3 separate regions of the Macaca mulatta genome follow, and regions 1 and 3 are each linked to region 2. Evidence: chromatin contacts called from public Hi-C data. All regions are on one chromosome and are shown on one strand. The core of a region is the stretch at or near the end of the contact, and the rest is flanking DNA. Distances in the headings are between cores, read along the strand shown.

What was found. Hi-C and Micro-C count contacts between places; a contact is called where the count stands out from the background.
Region 1: a Hi-C map of liver shows a contact between it and region 2, with 2.1 times the contacts expected there. The contact joins the promoter of GNL2 here to the promoter of AIRIM in region 2. A contact is called at or near these places in 5 of 14 Hi-C or Micro-C datasets (CD4 T cells, cortical neurons, fetal cortex germinal zone and 2 more).
Region 3: a Hi-C map of cortical neurons shows a contact between it and region 2, with 6 times the contacts expected there. The contact joins the promoter of C1H1orf122 here to the promoter of AIRIM in region 2. A contact is called at or near these places in 3 of 14 Hi-C or Micro-C datasets (cortical neurons, fetal cortex germinal zone and liver).

Annotation. Positions count from the first base shown.
Region 1 is chr1:203,199,975-203,203,869 of T2T-MMU8v2.0, reverse strand. It overlaps GNL2 (G protein nucleolar 2), which reads right to left and starts at 2,499. Exons shown (of 16, transcript XM_015135656.3): 1 at 2,312-2,499; 2 at 366-450. The coding sequence starts at 2,375.
Region 2 is chr1:203,100,807-203,105,006 of T2T-MMU8v2.0, reverse strand. It overlaps AIRIM (AFG2 interacting ribosome maturation factor), which reads right to left and starts at 2,583. Exons shown (of 7, transcript XR_013403967.1): 1 at 2,371-2,583; 2 at 1,801-1,930; 3 at 942-1,054; 4 at 1-200. CDCA8 (cell division cycle associated 8) reads left to right here and starts at 2,810. Exons shown (of 11, transcript XM_001115347.5): 1 at 2,810-2,919; 2 at 3,017-3,125; 3 at 3,248-3,376. The coding sequence starts at 3,032.
Region 3 is chr1:202,980,110-202,983,944 of T2T-MMU8v2.0, reverse strand. It overlaps C1H1orf122 (chromosome 1 C1orf122 homolog), which reads left to right and starts at 2,038. Exons shown (of 3, transcript XM_028835796.2): 1 at 2,038-2,275; 2 at 2,494-2,695; 3 at 2,941-3,421. The coding sequence starts at 2,648. The coding sequence ends at 3,036. It overlaps YRDC (yrdC N6-threonylcarbamoyltransferase domain containing), which reads right to left and starts at 2,177. Exons shown (of 5, transcript XM_002802325.4): 1 at 1,761-2,177; 2 at 1,067-1,181; 3 at 824-943. The coding sequence starts at 2,149.

The DNA of each region.
Region 1 (3,895 bases), core at 1,250-3,749, 99 kb before region 2:
CTACATTTTGGCATTAAAAAACACATTTTCTGGTGGCTTTCCTACCCATAGTCCTGTAGGTTTTGTTATATCTGGCCGTATTTAACGCTGAGATTTAATGCGCCATTTGTGAAGGTCAGGGCTGTGAGAAACAAGACCTCTACTTTTGAGTACTGTGAAACCATCACTATTTCACCACCAGCTACCCATGCCCTTAACCAAAAATTAACCATTTATCCTAACAACATTCATATACAATTATATTCGAGAATATATAACTCTTATTTGGAGGAAGTGGGGGTGAGAACAGCAAAGGCTTAATCAGTCTCAGCTAGCGGTCAAGGGCATGAAGGAAAAGAGAAAGGATGACAGCACCCAATGCTCACCTGCGCTCCTTTTGCCTATACATATTCAGGCGCCGGATGGTGGCCCGGTCCCTCATGTTTTGGCCTCCTGCTCCCTGCACTCGATCTACAAAAGGCAGAAGTACACAGTGCACTATTTGATAACCAACCAGTATAACCAACAAGTCATTGCTTAAAATGCAACAAGTAGTTCACCCAAATTAGGTAAGAAACCACCAACCACAAAAATCTCTACTTTCTCCATGTTGTTCCAATAATTATTACTTGAAGCTATATGGTATGACAAAGCTGACCCAACCTTTGATCTTCGATAGGATTGTATTTGAGAAGAAGAACAGCTAATATTTTTGAGCACTTATGATGGCTATCCACATTATAGGCATCATCTCATTTAATCCATACAATAATCCTATAGATATATTATCTCCATGCTGCAGAGTGAGAAACTGAGGCACAGTGGTCAGACACCTTGCCCAAGGTCAAACCGTTACTAAATGGCAGTGCCAGAATTTGAACACGATCATTTTATCACATCTGTGGTCTTAACCACGAAGATACCTACCTCTGTGCCTCCATTTAACAAATATGGGGTGCCTCCTCCATGCAAGGCACCATGGAGACTATAATTTTGATATATATGTGTTCCAGTTTCTTAATGTTTGATTTTTTGTTTATTCAACACAGCAATTCTTGCCTTACATCTCAAAGAGAAAGAGAAGAACAAACGAGCAGGGTAATACTAGCCTAGCTTCTCATTTTGGGAGCCATTTATTTATTTATTCTTCCCGAAACGGAGTCTTGCTCTTTCACCCAGGTTGGAGTGCAGTGTTGCGATCTCAGCCCACTACAACTTCCGCCTCCCCGGTTCATGCGATTCTCCTGCCTCAGCCTCCCGAGTAGCTGGGATTACAGGCATCCGCCATCATGCCCGGCTAATTTTTCTATTTTTGTAGAGAGGGGGTTTCACCATGTTGGTCAGGCTGGTCTTGAACTCCTGACCTCAGGTGATCCGCCCGCCTCGGCCTCTCAAAGTGCTGGGATTACAGGCCTGAGCCCACACCCAACTGGGAGCCCTTTAAATTACCTGTCTGGTCCTGAAGTGATGCAGTAGAAGACAGACTGAAACCACAGCCCATTGGCTCTCCTACTCTCTAACAGTAGAGACTGGCGGCTCTACTACTGCTCACTAACTGTTGCAGTTATGACAAGCCACTTCCTGCATTTTGATTCAGTCTCTTTACCTGTAAAATCATAATCTCTAAGGGACTTTTGGGGTCTAACATTCTGAGATTCCAGTTTGTGCAAAGTGAATAATTTATTATCAATCCGGAGTAAACATTCAACATGCATTAAAATTGTCAAAAATTCTAAATCATATTTTAAAACAAAGTTTTATTAATTAAACTTGAATGGAAAGAACTCTCCCACAGGATGTCTTGTTAATCCTACAGGTGGAACTTCGCCAAAACTTACACACATCTCCAAAACAGCCTTACTGCAATGATCATATTGACTTCTTTGTAGGGTTCTCTAAGCACTTTACCAGATAGAATAATTCCAAGGGCAAAAACTACAATCCCTTTCTCATTTTAAAGGTCAAAGTTAAGGTGACCGGCAAATATGATCACGTGTAAAAGGCCCGATTACCCATTTTCAAGCTGACTTTCTCTGCATCTCTCAACTGGAGAGGACCCGAGGCTGCCAGCCTGAGTGTTCACTTTCCCTGACTTTAGACCAGTTGACTACACTTTGGCCTGCCAGGCGTGCAATGTCAGCCCTCCTCAGTGCCCCCCTGAGAAGAAACCATCACAAATATTGCTTTCCTTTTTCCCTTTTCATCCCCAACAGCCACCCCGCTCATAGTCATTCTAAGCAATGCCACCCAAGTAACCCTCCTCCTCCAGTCCTCGGAGCCCTTCCCTATACTTCCTCCAAGCTCCACCCTCGATCAGCCCTGCCGCCTGTACCCGGGTTTGTGCTGGCCTTGGACGGGTTGATGGTGCTCCGTCCTTTGTACTTGGGCTTCACCATCTTGGCGACGAGACCGGGACCGGAGTGCGAGGTCCGGCTTACGTGGGGAAACAAATTTAGATCTACCCAGGCCCGGCCGAAGCGACCCGCGTGAACCACGCCGGACCACGTGTGCACGACCTACGTCACTTCCGCTCGCGCCCCTCCCTGCCCCAGAGCGACTTCCTGTGAACGCGCGCCACTATCGGCCTGGCTCCTCCCCCGCCCTAGCCACCCAGGCGTCGCCCTGCGTGGAGCCCCAGCCCGCTCCAGCCCTAGCAACCGCCAAGCTGCCCCTCCATAGCAACCGCCTAGTTACCCTGAACGCGTGGCCCAGAGCTCCCAGTTGGGTCCACCTCCAAATAAAGAAGCCTCTTCCCCTGCCAATGACACAAGCTTAAGTTTGTCTTCTGAATTTGTCTTCTAAGTCCTTCCAAAAGTTGCCGACCACACAGCAGCCAAATATCCATTAGAAGGTGTCATCCTCTTCCTTACAATTCCAGCGGCTTATCATCACTCTTAGAATGACAGGTAGGGGAAAGGGGAAGGGAGAAACAGAGAGAGACAGAGATTGATTCAAACTTTTTGCCATCCCTGCAGGATTCTGTGATCTGGCCTCTGCCTATTTATCTGATCTCATGTGTACCTCCCTCCCTCTGGTTATTCTGACATTTACACTGGATATTCTCTCTGCCTGAATCACTCTTTCCCAGAATCTTTGCATAGGTGGTCATTCAATCCTCAGCTCAAATATCACCTATTGGTAGGCCTGCAAGAATTAGCAAATAGAAATACAGGACACCAAATTAAATTAGAATTTCAGCGGAAAAAAAGGAATACATTTCTTTAGTACACCTCCAATAGTGCCTGGAAAATACTTACACTAAAAAAGTATTCATCGTTTGCCTGAAATCCAAATGTAACTGTACGTTCTGTATTTTATCTGGTGACCCTTCGTACTGTGAGAACTCTTTCCTGTCTGATTTGTCTAAATCAGCCACCTTTCACCCTTTCACAGTTACTCTGTTACAGTATTCTGTTTTATTTATTTCATGGCATTTATCACTAGTTGAATTTTTTTTTTTTTTTACCAGTTTATTGGCTGCTTCCCTCAAACTAGAATGTAAGCTTCTTGAAAGCAGGGACCTTGTAAATTTGTTCACTGCTGTGTCTTTAAGACTTGAATAGCACCTGAAACAAAGGACTCAAAAAATATTCATTAAATGAAAGGATGAGTAGATGGGAATGTCTCTTGCCTTGAGGGTGAAGGAAGGCATTAAGACCCAGTGATTTCTGTTTCTACCAGCCAAAATAAAGTTTCTAGATGCCAGTGTTTCAACCAAGAAGCCCTCTTTTTAAAATTTTTTTTATTTTTTTGTTTTTGTTTTTGTTTTTTGAGACAGAGTCTCGCTCTTGTCGCCCAGGCTGGAGTGCAGTGGCAGGATCTCGGCTCACTGCAACCTCCGCCTCCTGGGTTCAAGCAATTCTCCTGCCTCAGCCTCCCAAGTAGCTGGGATTACAGGCACACGGGCCAGGACAGA
Region 2 (4,200 bases), core at 1,334-3,833:
AAGGCCCGAAGCGCCGGCACATCCTCGAACCGCAGGTTCTGTGCGGCCTGCAGCTGCTCCGCCAGGTTGCTGAGGGAAGACAGGAGGGGCTGGCAGTCCTGCAGGGCACTCTGCCACAGGCCCTGCTGCTCCTCCACCACCAGGAAGCACTTCTTCAGGGCCTCCTGCACGGCAAGCAGAGGCCGGTCTTGAGTCATCTTCTGCTGAAAAAGATAAAAATAGAAAATAACCACGTTGGGGTGGCAAGTCAGTCCGGGAGGCACTGGGTCGAGGGTGGGCGTCATTTCCGTCCTCGTGTTCACACAGGAGTTGTCTCACCTCCAGAAGTGGTTTTTTTTGTTTTTGTTTTTTTCGACACGGAATTTCACTCTGTCGCCCAGGCTGGAGTGCAGTAGCGCTATCTCGGCTCACTCCAACCTCTGCATCCCGGGTTCAAGCAATTCTCCTGTCTCAGCCTCCCGAGTAGCTGGGAATACAGGTGCCCGCCACCACGCCCGGCTAATTTTTGTATTTTTAGTAGAGACAGGGTTTCGCCATGTTGGCCAGGCTGGTCTTGAACTCCTGACCTCAGGTTTTCCGCCCGTCTCGGTATCCCAAAGTGCTGGGATTACAGGCGTGAGCCACCAGCCCCGGCCCTGCCTCAGCTTTCTGAAGGAGATCCTGGCTTCCCCTTGGGAAGGGTAACCTGGATAGGGCAGTCTCCTGCTTCAGAGGATTCCCGGCGGCCAATCGCCGTCTCTTCTCTGACCTACAGTCCTGTCTCCCCTGCCCGAGGCTGCCGGTCGCGTTCCTGAAACCAGCGGAAAAACTTAAAAGTCAAGACACCCAAAGCGTGAGCACCACGCGCCCATAGTCTCTCTGCGCATGCTCACAGGCGACCGCCCCCAAAGCTCCTCCGCAGGCCTGCAAGGCTATTGAGTCGCGAAAATATATCATAGTACCGAAATTACTTCTGGGTACTGTAGTCCAACATGTGGATTGGCCACTCGGCTTGAAGCTTCCTTGGGACTGGATGTTGGGACCGTCCAAACACGGCGACTTCTCATTTGTCAGCCTGCGGCAGTTTAAATTGGGTGGCAGTGGTGGCATGTCCTCTTAACTGTGGAGTCTTTTCCTCTCAGCTTGCGCCTTCGGCTGTGCCTTAATGACACTTTTGACATTGTGTATCACAACCAACTGGCAAAAACTAGTGAATCACGGGCTCCTGACGTGGCAGCTCTGGCTGAGATGCAGGTGGACATCCTAGGTGCCCAGGGAGGTCGGGCACATTGGGGAGTCGGGTGAAGGAAACCCTGAAACCGAGAGGCTGGAAGCCCAATTTGCCCATCATAAAAACACCTGCTGCGGGAAAGCCTACATGAGGTACGGGTTGTCGTCCCCTCTCATCTTGGCCATCTAACTGATGGAGATCCTTAGGCACCCAGCAGACTCGGGTGTCACCCCCACCACCCACTGCCCAGGGCTGACCTTGGGCGGAAGAGCGACATTCAAATATTTTTTGTATATGGAGCAACAAACCAGGGTGGAAGAGAGAGAGAAAGGACTTTCTAGGAAGGGCCAGGCTTGCCAGGGTTTCTATGCTTGGACTGCTCTGTCCCCAAGCTCGCTGGTGCCCATCAGGAGCCTGCTTGGCACCTTTGCTTATTTCTTTGATTGTTCCTGAACTCAGAGGGGGAGAGGCAAGATTATCACTCCCATAGCCTATAACATGCACGCTTAAACACAAACAACCCCTCTGACATGGCTTCATTCCGCATCCACAGGTGAAAAGCACCAAATCCAAACAATCAGGCCACAAACCTGTCAAGAGCTCGCCGGTCTGGCCGTCCAGTCGTCGCCCGCCTTGAGACTCAGCCTGAGCTACAGCTTCGAAACTAGCCTCTAGCCTTGCTGGGTCTCAGCACAACCCTTGAGCAATCCAACCCTGTGGCTGTGGGCAGATGCAAAGATGCACAGTTAGCACTTCCGACAGGACTGCGGCTCAGCGGGGTTCGAGGTCTACACGCCCATTCCCAGGCCCACGGCCAGAACACCCAGAGCTGCCTCCCGCCCTGGGCTCCCTGGAGTGTGGTGGCCGCGGCTCACGCTGCAGTCACCGCGTGGGCAGCTGCCAAGCGCCACTACTCGCACCTGAAGTCGCGGCCCCGCGCTGCACACCCAGTCGAGGCGCCAAGACGCGAACTGGACGGGAGTGGCCGCCCCGCGGGCAAGCGAGGAACAAGAGGGTTCTCCCCACTCGCTGCCCAAACTGGCCACGGGCTGGCGCGCCCACCCCAAAGCCTGCACCCCGGCCCCGCTCCCCTGTCATTCCGCCTCGACCCCTTCCAAACCCTGTCGGGGCTGCTCTGTCTCCGCCGACCCTCCACTTGCCCCAAGTTCGGCCTGGGGAGCTTGGGGCCCTGAGGAGCGCCGACGTAGGCAGCCAACCAGTCAATCAGTCAGAGTGTCACGGCGGCCCCTCGGCTACTCAGTGGCAGCCAGGCCTGGAAGAAGCAGCCGCCGGCCCCGGAGCAGAATCCTACAGCCGACCTGACCTAGCCCGCTCCTAGCCCTCCAGAGATTGGGGTAATGAGGACCCGCCGCAAGGCCTGCCGGGAGTCGCAGTTTGTATAGTTTGCAGCCGGCCAGGGCGGAGCCGGGTGGGTTGGTGGGGAGGGCGGGGAAACAAGCCTGGACCACAACTCCCAGGAGCACCCGCGACGGCGGCGCCCGCGCTGACGCACTCCGGCTATAGGGAGCGCATTGGGCGGGAGACCCCGGGCAGGTAGGAACTTGCTTGTGATTGGATACTGTGGGACGGCGGTTTCTCATTCGTCAGCCTGTGGCTGTGGAGTTTGAATTAGGTGGCGGTTGACGGTAGAGCCGCTCTCTCTCACTGGCATAGCGAGGTTTTACTCAGTCCTTGTCGCGAGACCGGAGGTACGTGCCTGGCGACTTATTCGGGTGGTCCCCATCCGCCCTCCTGGTCCCTACCTGGTTCCTTGCCTCCCTGCCCCATCTCCGCCGCTCCCCGCAGCCTCCGCCGAGCGCCATGGCTCCTAGGAAGGGCAGTAGTCGGGTGGCCAAGATCAACTCCTTACGGAGGCGGAAGCTCGCCTCCTTTCTGAAAGACTTCGACCGTGAAGGTAAAGGGGCCAGGCCGTCGCGGCCTCCTGGGGCGGTCGCGGGATGCTGGCGGGTGGGGACACGAGCTGCACACATTCACCCGCCCCGTGACCCGTGTCCTGTCGGCTCTGCCCTCCCGCAGTGGAAATACGAATCAAGCAAATTGAGTCAGACAGGCAGAACCTCCTCAAGGAGGTGGATAACCTCTACAACATCGAGATCCTGCGGCTCCCCAAGGCGCTGCGCCAGATGAACTGGCTTGACTACTTCGGTAAGAGCTGGAGAGCTTCCCTGGGCGGAGGCCGGGAGCCCCGTGGGGTTAGGTAACACCCTTCAGAAAGGACTCGCTCAGATGTCACCTTTTAATGAAATCTGACATGACCACTTATGGAAAATTGCAGACCCTTTCACTCTCTGTCTCACTTCCGTAAGTCATGTGTCTCCATCCTTTTCTCTAAAGGCCTAGGTAGCAAATATTTTAGGCTACTTGAGCCGGTGGGAGGGGTCTCTGTCGGACAACTTAGCTCTGCTGTTACAGGTCCAAAACAGCTATAGTGAATGGGCATGGATGGGCTGTATTCCAATAAAATTTTAGTTGTGGATACACTGAAATGTGAATTTCACATAATTTTCACACATCAGGAATTTTATTTTATTTTTTTGGAACAGAGTCTCACTCTGTCACCCAGGCTGGAGTGCAGTGCAGTGGTGCGATCTTGGCTCACTGCAACCTCCACCTTCTGTATTCAAGTGATTCTCCTGCCTCAGCCTCCGGAGTAGCTGGGATTACGGTCTCCTGCCACTATGCCCTGCTGATTTTTGTATTTTCAGTAGAGACGAGGCTTCACCATGTTGGCCAGGCTGGTCTCGCACTACTGACCTCAAGTGATCTGCATGCCTCAGCCTCCCAAAGTGCTGGGATTACAGGAGTCAGCCACTGTGCCCAGCCAGAAAATAGTATTTTTAAAAAATATGTATATTTTACCCAACCCATTTAAAAATGAATGAATAAATGACATGGTTAGTTAACCAGAGCTCAGATGAAAGAATAACCCAAAGCAGCTCCTTATGCAGCTTATGGAAATTGCTAACTTA
Region 3 (3,835 bases), core at 789-3,288, 120 kb after region 2:
TGAGCTGAGATCCGGCCACTGCACTCCAGCCTGGGCGACAGAGCGAGACTCTGTCTCAAAAAAAAAAAAAAAAAAAAAAAAGTCAAAAATTGGGTAAAAATCTGAGCCAGTCACTTAATGGCTACGTGACCTGGAAAAAGTGATTTAACTTTTTGGAAGCTAAACTTCATCCTTTTTTTTAAGAGACAGAGTCTTTCTCTAGAGCCCTGGCTGGAGTACAATGGCACAATCTCAGTTCACTGTAACCTCCACCTCCCAGGTTCAAGTGATTCTCCTGCCTCAGCCTCCCGAGTAGCTGGACTACAGGCATGTGCCACCATGTCTGGCTAATTTTTGTATTTTTTATTAGAGATGGACTTTTGTCATGTGGGCCAGGCTGGTCTCGAACTCCTGATCTCAGGTGATCCGCCTGCCTGGGCCTCCCAAAGTTCTGGGGTCACAGGCATAAGCTACTGCCCTTGGCCTTCTTCATCTTTCTTTACAGCACTGTCGTGAAGATTTACAGCCTAAACTGTACTCTCCAAAAACTGTTATCTCCAGAAAAAGAGGAAGACACTGTTCTTACCATAATCTTTCCTATTATTATAAAGACAATAAGAAAAAAACACCAATTCTCCCCCTGGCTTTTCAGACTTTGAGACAAAATCAAATTCCTTTAATTTATATTGCCCCCCACCGCCTCCCTGCCAGCTGGGAAACCTTTCCACTGTTGGCCCAAGGACTCTCACGCCTGGCAATCCCAGTGCACTATCAATGCCACTGATTCACAGGAAACAGTGTTTGGGCTGGTGACATTTCCAGGGGAAGGACTGGGTAAACTCACCTCGACATTCAGAGAACTGGCCTGGGAGCTGAGGTTGGCGCTAGTGAGAGCAAGCGGACCCTCAAACATCTGAGCCAAGTCTTGCATAAAGGCATGATCAGGAATCCGAATGCCTACAAGCTATAAGGCAGGGGGAAGGGGATCATGAGAAAGGTTGGAAGGGGTAGAGGGTAAGTCTGATCTGGATCCTAGTGAAAGCCAAGTGGCCTGGAGTCTGGAAACACAAGAGAAAACTTGACTCACAGGCGTAAAAGGGTTTAGGTCCTTGTTGAGCTCCTCCGAGCGTTCCATCACCAGGGTCACTGGTCCTGGCAGTAGGTCTTTCAGGAGCCCCTCGGGTACTCTCACACGGCAGTATCTGGGAAACACAGGAGCATAAATCCATTCAAAATGAAGGACCACTGGTGGTCCTTTCCTAGACTCTAGGCACACGTAGGAAAGGAATCCTTCAAGTTTACAATGGGAGCCGCCTGTCTCCCTGCTTCACTTCCCTAAGAGCTTGAGCAGAAAGCAGGGCTCCAGAGGGGCACCCCTGGCTTGGCGCCTATGTGCCTCTGGTCTGAGGGACTACAACAGCTGCACCGCTGTGCTACCGTGATAGTGGGTGGGATCAAGCTCCACGTTTTATTTTCTACAAGGCATTCGCTATTAAATTAAGCTACTGTGTTTCTTTCCTTTTTTCCTGGGGGCCTCCCCGATTAGTACAAATGCGCCAAGGGTACAGGGCCCCCGCCTTTCTCGTGTGTTGCTGCCTCTCAGCAGCATGTAGTTCAGGGCCTGGGGCACGTTAAGTCCTCGGTACACACTTCCAGTTCCGGATTCCTTGGTAAGCCTGGACAAGCCCCTCCCGCTCTCTGCGCCTCAGTCTCCCAAGCCTGTCACCGGAAACCCCTCCCGCGGTGCCGCCCCCAGCGGGGCCGGGTCGGGGCGGCCTCACCTGTAGACGTCGGCCACGCGGCCGAGGCATACGGCCAGAGGCTTAGCCTCGCTGCGACCCTTGAGGCGGTACACAGCGCGCAGAGCCGCCGAGCAGCTCGCCGCGCAGGCCAGACCGTATAGCGTATCGGTGGGGACGGCCACCACGGCGCCGGCGCGCAGCTCGGCCACGGCGGCCCGCAGCGCCTCGGTCCAGCCGGCGCGCTCCGGGCTCGCGGCCTGCACGGCCCCGCTCCCCGGGAGCCGCAACAGCCGGGCCCCGGGGGCCGCCGGAGCGGGGCTCGGCGGGCGGAAGAGGCGGCCGCTCCGGGAGCCAGCGGACCCCTCGCTCAACCCCACGCTGGCAGCCACCGCGGCCCTCATCCCCCTGCACCGACGCGCCGGAGACATCCGCCCAGGCCCGCTTCCGGGAGGAAGTGACGCTCCCAGCCAGCTTCCGGTCCGGGAGACTCGGCCCCACCTCTGCGCCGGGCAGCTTAAAGGGACCACGACCCCCAGGAGGATTGAAGGAGACCGGTGGGGACGGGGCGGGGCCCGGCCTTGCGGAGCCCTAACACAGCGCTGGGGAGGGGGGCGGCCGAAAGGGGGGCGGTGGTCGGGCCGCGCAAGCGGAGATGGAATGGGGCCCGGGCTCAGACTGGTCACGGGGGTGAGAGGGGGCCCGTCGGGGCGGGGGGAAGGGGCTCGGCCCCGCGCAAGCGCCGGCCCTGACCGTCTGTCTCTTGCTCGGGCAGGGAGGCTGCCGGCGTGGACCGCGGGAAGGCGGGGCTGGGGCTCGGCGGGAGGCCACCCCCGCAGGCGCCCCGGGAGGAGCGCGCCCAGCAGCTGCTGGACGCGGTGGAGCAGCGGCAGCGGCAGCTCCTGGACACCATCGCAGCCTGCGAGGAGATGTTACGGCAGCTGGGCCGCCGGCGCCCGGAGCCGGCTGGTGGCGGGGTTAGTGCCCACCCTGGGCTGGGCCGGGGTGGGGTGGGGTCTGCCCACTGGCTAGGCTGGCCAAGCCCTAGCTTACCCTGGAGAGGGGAAGTATCTCTCCACTGCTTTGTCCCTAACCTCCGTTGATGTGGTGAGAGGTTTCGAAAAAGTTAATACTATCCAAATGCCAAATGGCCATATCCTTGTGGGGCCTAATCCAAGGCCTTTCCTCCCAGCCTCACTTTTTTCCTTTCTGTTCCAACTAGAACGTCTCAGCCAAACCCGGAGCGCCCCCGCAGCCGGCTGTCGCCACCAGAGGCGGCTTTCCAAAGGATGCTGGCGATGGAGCTGCGGAGCCCTGACCATCCCCAAGCCGGATGCCCTGACTTCTCTCCCTCCCCAGGGCCGATGGCTGGACTCTGAACAACTCCCTTCAGTAAAGGGGCCAGTCTTCACTGGCAGTGGCTGGTACTTGGCTGGCTCTCAGCCTGGAATGGCAGCTCTGCTAGCAGCTGGGTTCACTCCCACTTCATCCTGGCTGGAAGCAGTGCTGTGCTTTGAAATGTAGCCAATGAATACCCAGTCTGATTACCCAGATTTGGGCAGACCAGCAGTGCTCGCCAGAGTGGTCTGGCCTGCTATGGGGGATCCAGGTGATGTTACATGTCCATTTCATGCTTTGGGGGCTTTTAGCCCCACAAAACACCTTCAGCAGAGCCTTGATTAAAAGGAAACCTGCAGACTCTCCTGGTGACCGACGTTTCCTTTCTGTCCCCTCCCTCTCCAAGACTGATGGCTGGGAAGGGGGGAATGGTGGAAAAATGTCAACTATAGACAGGGTTGGGAAGAAATGCCACAGATACTACCAGATTTAAATAAGCATTTAATTAGGATTTCATTAGTATTTAATATTGCTTTTTCAATTCCAAAAAGTTAAATTTTCACTTCTTAGCAGATATTTTAAAGTACAATATTAAGTTTATACAAAATGAGCAATTAAGCAAACACCATTATTTCACATTCTTCAAAAATACAAATTCGTATTTATTCTTTTTTGGGTTTGGAGGTTTCTTCCTTTGGAAGTACTGAACCTGTAACGTTTTCATATCGCTCAGTGGAAGTCTGTTGTTCCCATGTTTCACACTTACTTTTACATAATCC